Linked DNA regions of Danio rerio: region 1 is linked to region 2. The links are chromatin contacts, called in public HiChIP or PLAC-seq maps. All regions are on one chromosome and are shown on one strand. Each heading gives the region's core, a stretch centred on a gene start, on an enhancer-like site or on the middle of the called end of the contact. The rest is flanking DNA. Distances are from core to core; before and after follow the strand shown.

The links. HiChIP or PLAC-seq counts read pairs in DNA pulled down with a chosen protein or histone mark.
Region 1: a contact with region 2 is called in an H3K4me3 HiChIP or PLAC-seq map of embryo, with 3 times the contacts expected there. The contact joins the promoter of kat2b here to the promoter of kcnh8 in region 2. A contact is called at or near these places in 2 of 4 datasets of contacts at active chromatin or transcription factors (caudal fin and embryo).

What each region holds. Positions count from the first base shown.
Region 1 is chr19:23,123,147-23,126,809 of GRCz12tu, reverse strand. It overlaps kat2b (K(lysine) acetyltransferase 2B), which reads right to left and starts at 2,285. Exons shown (of 18, transcript NM_001045034.1): 1 at 2,085-2,285. The coding sequence starts at 2,285.
Region 2 is chr19:22,893,112-22,896,846 of GRCz12tu, reverse strand. kcnh8 (potassium voltage-gated channel, subfamily H (eag-related), member 8) reads right to left here and starts at 1,711. Exons shown (of 18, transcript XR_012395037.1): 1 at 1,435-1,711.

The sequences.
Region 1 (3,663 bases), core at 1,036-3,535, 230 kb before region 2:
GTTTTTGGTACATCAAACATGTGGGTATGATAACCATTCAACAATCAAGCAAAAATGCTTAATATGTCACTACAATGCAGTATTTAAACCTCATAATTAAATAGAAAATGAGGCGAATAAATGCAAGAAGGTAAACTTTTTGAGAAAAACAAACCACCCCTTTCACCAGGCTGGCTACAGGCCTGTATTAGGAAGCTCATAATAATAAACAGTAACAAATAAAATATTTTATTTTATTTAAGGACGACTAATCCAAAATTGTATAATTTTATACATGCACCAAGAAAACAAGTATACTGATTATGTACAGAAAATTCTGAATTTAAAGGCTTTAGGACTACAAACTGAAGAACTATATTACTTAATCTATGATTGCTGATGGGCTTGTTTCTAAAGAAGAACAAATTACTTAAAATTAAACCATTACACGATTGTTGAAACATCCCTAACCACACTCCATTCTAAAAAAAAGTGATGCCCATTATAAAGTGCAACTGCCCACTATTTTCTTTTTTTGCATTTATCCCATTCCTTTTTCCCGTAGGTATTTTTACTAAAGTTCATTAAAGCATTACAAGCTTTGAACCAAATGAAAATTAGACAAAAAGAAAGAGGTGCAAGACTGTGTACATCATGACTAATTCTTTAACAAATTGTTTTTAGAAACTATTTATTTTAAGTTGCTTGCAAAATATGCAAATTTCTTCAAATATTTCAGCAATGCTTGATAACACTCTGATATTCAGCATGACATTATGAATAATGTAGTAGTTCTGCACAAATTCCACTATTAAACATGATTGTTTCGAAAATAAGTTCAATTCATGTAGACCTAGATAAATGTTGAGTGACAGGCTCACAGTAAACACATCATCGGTCACATTTTACAATAAGGTTTCATAAGTTAATGGATTTATTAACATTACTACATAAATATTAATAAACAATACATGTACAAGATTTATTAATCATAGTTCAACATATACTAATACATCATTAAAATCCAAATCGGTGCTTGTTAACATAAGTCAATGCATTGTTAACATGAACTAAATGTAAACTTTATTTCCATTAACATTAGCAAAGATAAATAAACTGTGATAAAGGTATATGTTCAATGTTTATTCATGTTAGTTTTACATTACATTAGTGAGTTCATTAATTAATACAACTTTATTGTAGTCTTACATCATCGAGATGTTGTGGTATGAGAGAGAGAAAAAAAACTTTTTTTTTATTAAAGAATATTAATAGTAAGATATACAAGTACATCATTTATAACACTACAAAGTCAATAAAATAGTCATTTTTACTTCATGATGGCATTAAACGAAACCTTATCTGATAACAAAAGAAAAGCAAAACTAATGCTAAAAATGTCAAATCCAATTTATTGATGCTTTGTTATGTAGCCTAATAGTTATTTCAATGTTTTTATTAACAATTCAATAATGCAAGTTATTGAAATATTTCAACATGAGTAATTTGGCTCTCCGTATGGTTCTAGTGCCTGATCTGATAAGCAGACAACGCCCCCCAGCAACACACCGCGCCCCCAGTAACAGACCACGCCCCTTCAGCAGCTGTCATCCTGTCAAAACAAAGACGCCGCTTTCACCTCTTGAGTAATCAACTTCAGATTGAGTGTTGTGTTGTGGCAAAACTCTCGCACTAAAGCACAACGAGTCCAGTGCGACTTTACAAAACACAAACAAAAAAATCAACAAAAATCACTGCCGAAAGAAGAAATAAATTGTAAACAAGACTCGAGCGCCAAGTGTGCACGTCATTTTGCCCACTACGTTACGGGTAAACACAGCGGTAGTATCTCTGCAGATCACGGAAATGAGCACTTCATGGATACATTTTGGTTTAAGCACTTAATTTAGTTGGCTAGCATAAAGAAACACGCATTCGCAGTTTAAAAGAATGGAGGACAAAGCAACGGCTTTTTGTGCTGTGCTTGCAGATTCAAGAGTGGGTAAAGTAAGGTAACAGCTACTTTCGGCGGTCAGATAAACAAATAAACGCGAACCTCTCCTCCACACTGTAAACGTAAACAATGGTTTTCCGTTAAAACTTACCTTGCACGAGGAATAAACGCCGAGTTTCTCCAGTTTCTTCGGACGCGGGGAGGAGCGGAGCTGCGCCTTCTTGACGGCGATACGTGCAGAACCGACAGCAGCGCCCGAACACTCGGTTCCACCGACTCCTGGAGCAGCCGGAGCCGAGCCTGCCGCGCCCACCGCCGGGGAGCCCTGAGGGATCCCCGTGCTTTCCGACATCGAACCTGCTTGCGCGCTCCGGCTCGAATCCTCGAAGTCCGCCCGCTGTATTCGCTCTCTCTACCCCTCAACAGCGGGATCAGACATGGCGTTCATCCCTGCTTTTTTATTTGACATTGTAAATCCGCTTCGTCTCCACTAGGGGAGGCACGGAATGAATATCCCGTTATTATTCGGAGAGGGATACAAATATGCCGAGATTCTGAGAGAACACTCAAGGTCAAATACATTAAAAGCGTTAGACAGGATTTGTAGGCACATTACTGCTTTGAAAATTCTCCCATCCCCGACTAAGCTGCTGATTTATCTAGCCCAGAAGTTGGACCGACCAGTTTAATAGTCTCCAAAACTTCTCTAAAACCAGCCTGACCAGGCCAGAATGCCATTTTTGATTGGGTTTAGTTTGTCTGCAGAGATTTAAACCAAAGGCTTCTTGAAGTATGAATAACATCATTGTTATAAATAACAGCCTAGCCCTAATGTAATATATGCAGTAAATAATTTTATGATGCTGTGATGAATTTTAGATGGTAAAATATAAAAATATAAAAAAATAACGTAATTTATCTTTTATTCTGTAAACAATTGATGACACTAGGCATGGGACGATAACCGTTTTCAAGGTATACCGGAGTTTGGAAAAGTCAAAGTTTTAAAACTGCTAAAATTTTCTGCTATACCATTCCTAAGGTACGTGTAAGTGTACGTGTGATTTTTTTTTTTTTTGGTCTTTGTTTTTAGGACAACAGTATCTCCAGCAAAAAAAAAATCCAAAAATAACATTTTAAATTGTAAAGAAACGTATAAAGACACCAGAAGTCAAATATATATTTTAATTATTTAGCTTGACATGTTTAATGTTAAAATATTTCGGAAATGTTTCTCAAAATAAAATGTATTGTGTTTAAAGGGGAAAAAGCTTTTTTTTTATACACAGACTTTTGAAAAGAATATATTTTACAGCACAATACCGTGATATTATTATCCAAGGTTATCATACCATCAGAATCTTATACCGGCCCATGCCTAGATGACACTTCTTCTGAATTAAAAAATAAATGTTGTGATCTACAGAATTTTATGTTGCAATTAATATTATTATTTATATAAAATAGCAAAAAGGTGCCATGACTTCTGATAAGTTTCAATTCCTTTTTAGACAACGAAGTACCAATGTTTTAACAATGTGTAAGAGAGAAAAAAAATCATATTTTAGTGCTTGATTTCAAAACACAAAGGGGCAATATATTACTTAAAATTTAAAAGATATTTTTGCAGCCTTTTATAGAATAAAACTAATATAAGCATGTCACTTATACCATCAATAATTAATCTAGTAAATCCAGAGAAGCTGAGAATTTTTAAGTAGTCTGTTAAT
Region 2 (3,735 bases), core at 462-2,961:
GCATGATCTAGCCTGAACCTTATTTCAATAGCCCTCCGATCGCTACTGTTATCTCAGTTAACCTTGCTTGAGCTCTGCATGAAAGATAAGCGTTAGGTCAGCCAAGTGATACACTGACATGTAAGTCAGTGGGCCTGCACATAGTTGAGATCGCACTCTTCTAACTCCTCAGATCTCCAAGAACTGAAATGGATGTCAGTGGCCACTGATCTAAACATCAAAGCAGCCCAAGTGCTTTAACCAAGAGGGGCTGCCCTTGTGCGCTGTCCATGGTGCTGAGCTGGCAGATGCTTAGGCTCAGACCTAAGAGCAGTACTTTGCTTTTGATGCACAAAACATGTGTTGTATTGTATGGATTGTCCAGCAAAAATAAAAAATAAAATACAAATACTAACATACAAACATGAAAGAAAGAAAAAGAAAAAAAAAATCTTTGGAGAAGCATTATGCTCCCAAAAATGAATATATCCCAGAAGTATGAATATATATACAGTGCTCAGCATATATAAGTACACCCCTCACAAATCTATCTTTTAAACTCCTATTTTTATAGGAAGCTAGACAGTATTATATTTGTGCATATACATTAGATTAGTCAGTACTAAAATCAAATCTGAAGCTCAACTACTTTAATAACTTAAGACAACAGTCCAAAAACTAGTACACCAACATGTAAATGTTACAGAAAAATATCAAATACAGAAGTAAAAAAATTGAAAAATTTAATTGAAATTTTGTTGGTTATAATTTTTGTTTTGTGCAAAATTTTGCTTGAAATTAATTGTATATCTTTACAATTTATAAATATGTATGATGATGTTCTAAAAATAGAACACACTTGGCATTTTTGTTTACATTTTTCATATAATATACACTGAAATATTGTGCACTTTAGTTTGCAAGGACCTACACTATTAAGAAACTGCAGGACCCCTTTAAGTTTTTTTCTTGTAAAAAGCACTCTAATCTTTAACAAAATCTACAAAAAAGTACTGTGCATTATTCTGTGTTGACTTTGAAAATAATTTCACTTTAAATTGCTAATTTCCAGACTGTTTGTATTTAAAAAAATCATGACGGGTTTAATTAAATCTGTTGGTATAATTTGGTGAAGGCGAGATAGAAATACTGTCTTAATTTAGCCTTATAATATAACAATTTTTGTTGAAAAAATACTTTTGAATGTAATCTATTTTAATTTATTAACTTTTAAGCAGCGAATTTAATTTGCTAGGTTTTAAACTCATTTGAATATTTATCAATCACAATGCTTTTAATATGTTGTCATTGAATCATTTTAGTTTACTTTTTTTAAACAAACATTTGTAAACAAAGTAGGCTACTTTATGTCATGTACAACAAACTAAACCGTCTCCTTAGAGCCCAAAACCTTTTTACACACAAACAGGGTAAATTGCCATCTCGATAACTCACGTGTGCCGTCAAAACGCGTCGCTATAGTATCCAAAAATGTGTTCTGTGGAGCGAGCAATCCCTTCATAACAGGCATTTTCCCGCCCTGATATCGTATTCCCCATCAAAGTGATGCTGCGATGTCAGAGACAAAGGTATGGATTCTGTTTGATGCACTCCGGTGAAACTGAGCTTTCAGCGGACTGAGACACGGAGGATCCCGTTCCTTCACGAGCGCGCGGGCAGGCTCAGGCTGGATGGGAATGCGCGCCCCCGTGTCCCTGGGAGTGACGCCCGCAGGTGCGCGTCAGGTAAATGGCGCGCGATCGGTCAGTAAAAGCAGCTCGTGAAAATTAATATACAAGCAGATGTGGCGCGCAATATTTCGGTTTATCTGTTCACATTTAAAGAGTAAAGGGCTGGTCCAACCAAAAAATTAAAACTTGCTGTCCCGCAAGTGGCTCCAAATCTATGATTTACTTGGAACAAATAGGCTACTATCTATGTGAATGGTTACAGGTTTCTAACATTCAAAATAAAATCTTCAGCGTTTAACACATGACAAATAAATCAAAAAGGTTTGAAATAAGAGTAAATTGTGACACAATTTTTATTTTTGGTTGAACTATCTCTTTAGGAGACACATATACATATGTGTGTGTGTGTGTGTGTGTGTGTGTGTGTGTGTGTGTGTGTGTGTGTGTGTGTGTGTGTGTGTGTGTTTGTGTGTGTGATCCCCTTTTGTTTGCCTACTATGGAAATATTTGTGTAAGGTATAAATAATCAGCAATAACCATATATTGTTTTCAGCTAAACATATTGTACATGTAAATATATGTTGTCACTATGTGGCTCAATAAAATACATTTTTAAAATATATATTTTTATTAATCTTTATATAACACATTAGAACACAGACACACAAACACACAAACACATATATATAGCAACGAGTCACTCGCTTTTGAAAATTTATATTATAATGCAGATCAAGTAAATACAGACAATATATTTATTTTGGTGCATTTAAAACTGTTTATTAAACAGTTATTCCTTCATTTATTTATTCATTTATTCCTTCATTCATTCATTCATTTCCTTTTGGCTTAGTCTCTTTAGTCATCACGGGTCACCACAGGGGATGAACCGCCAACTTATCCATGTTTTATACAGCGGATGCCCTCCCAGCTGCAACCCAGACCTAGGAAATATCCAGACACTATGGCAAATTTAGTTTTTTTAATTTACCTATAGGGCATGTGTGTGGACTGTGGGGGAAACTGTAGCACCCAGAGGAAACCCACGCCACATTGGGGAAAACATGGGGAAAACATTCAAACAGAAATGCCAACTGACCCAGCCAGGACTCGAACCAGCGACCTTCTAGTTAAACCTATTAAGCAGTCAAATTGTGGCCACTAGCATCTTTAGGAGTAAAAAATTAATTATTCATTCAAAGTCAAATGGGGTATTGCAACTTAATAAAAATTGCAAATTGATAATATATATACACTCTCATTTACACTCATGCACTACAGACAATTTAGCTTACCCATTTCACATCTACCGCATGTCTTTGGACTGTGGGGGAAACCACTGTATGTATATATATATATATATATATATATATATATATATATATATATATATATATATATATATATATATATATATATATATATATATATACGGTATGTGCCGAATACTGTAATGTGCTGAAAACTGTATTGGGTGTACTTGTTTATGCTGGCCACTGTGCATACTACGCTGTGTATATGAGCTTTTTGCATTGTTCTTAACATGTTCTACTTTATTGTATTTTCTAACTACATAGACCAATTAAATTTGTCAATGCATTTAAAACTATTATATTTTTTACATAAAAATGTCCAAAAAGATATTCATTTATGATAGATTTGTCAAAATATATTATAAGAAAAACATGTTTGCCAATTTTTGTATGATTTAAAATATATTTAAAAATATATTTGAAAAAAAATATATAAATATATATTTTATATGGTAGTGGTAAAACTTTTCTAAGAAAATGACAAAAGAAATACAAAAACAGGTTTAAATTTAGAAAGAAGCATTAGTACATACCTTACCCACTTTAGTGCATTGTTAACATAAAGGTAATTAATCATTCTCACAAGATGGCCTAGTTCAGTCAGCGCTGAGCACTCTGTTGAGTGTCTGTTTCACCTTAAGTTAATACAGCTCAGCTGGTTTGGGGTCTTGAGAAAGTCCCCAAAACCTATTTGACCCACCATATAAATTCAAATATATGCATACATGCTTAGAAAAATGTATATAACCTTT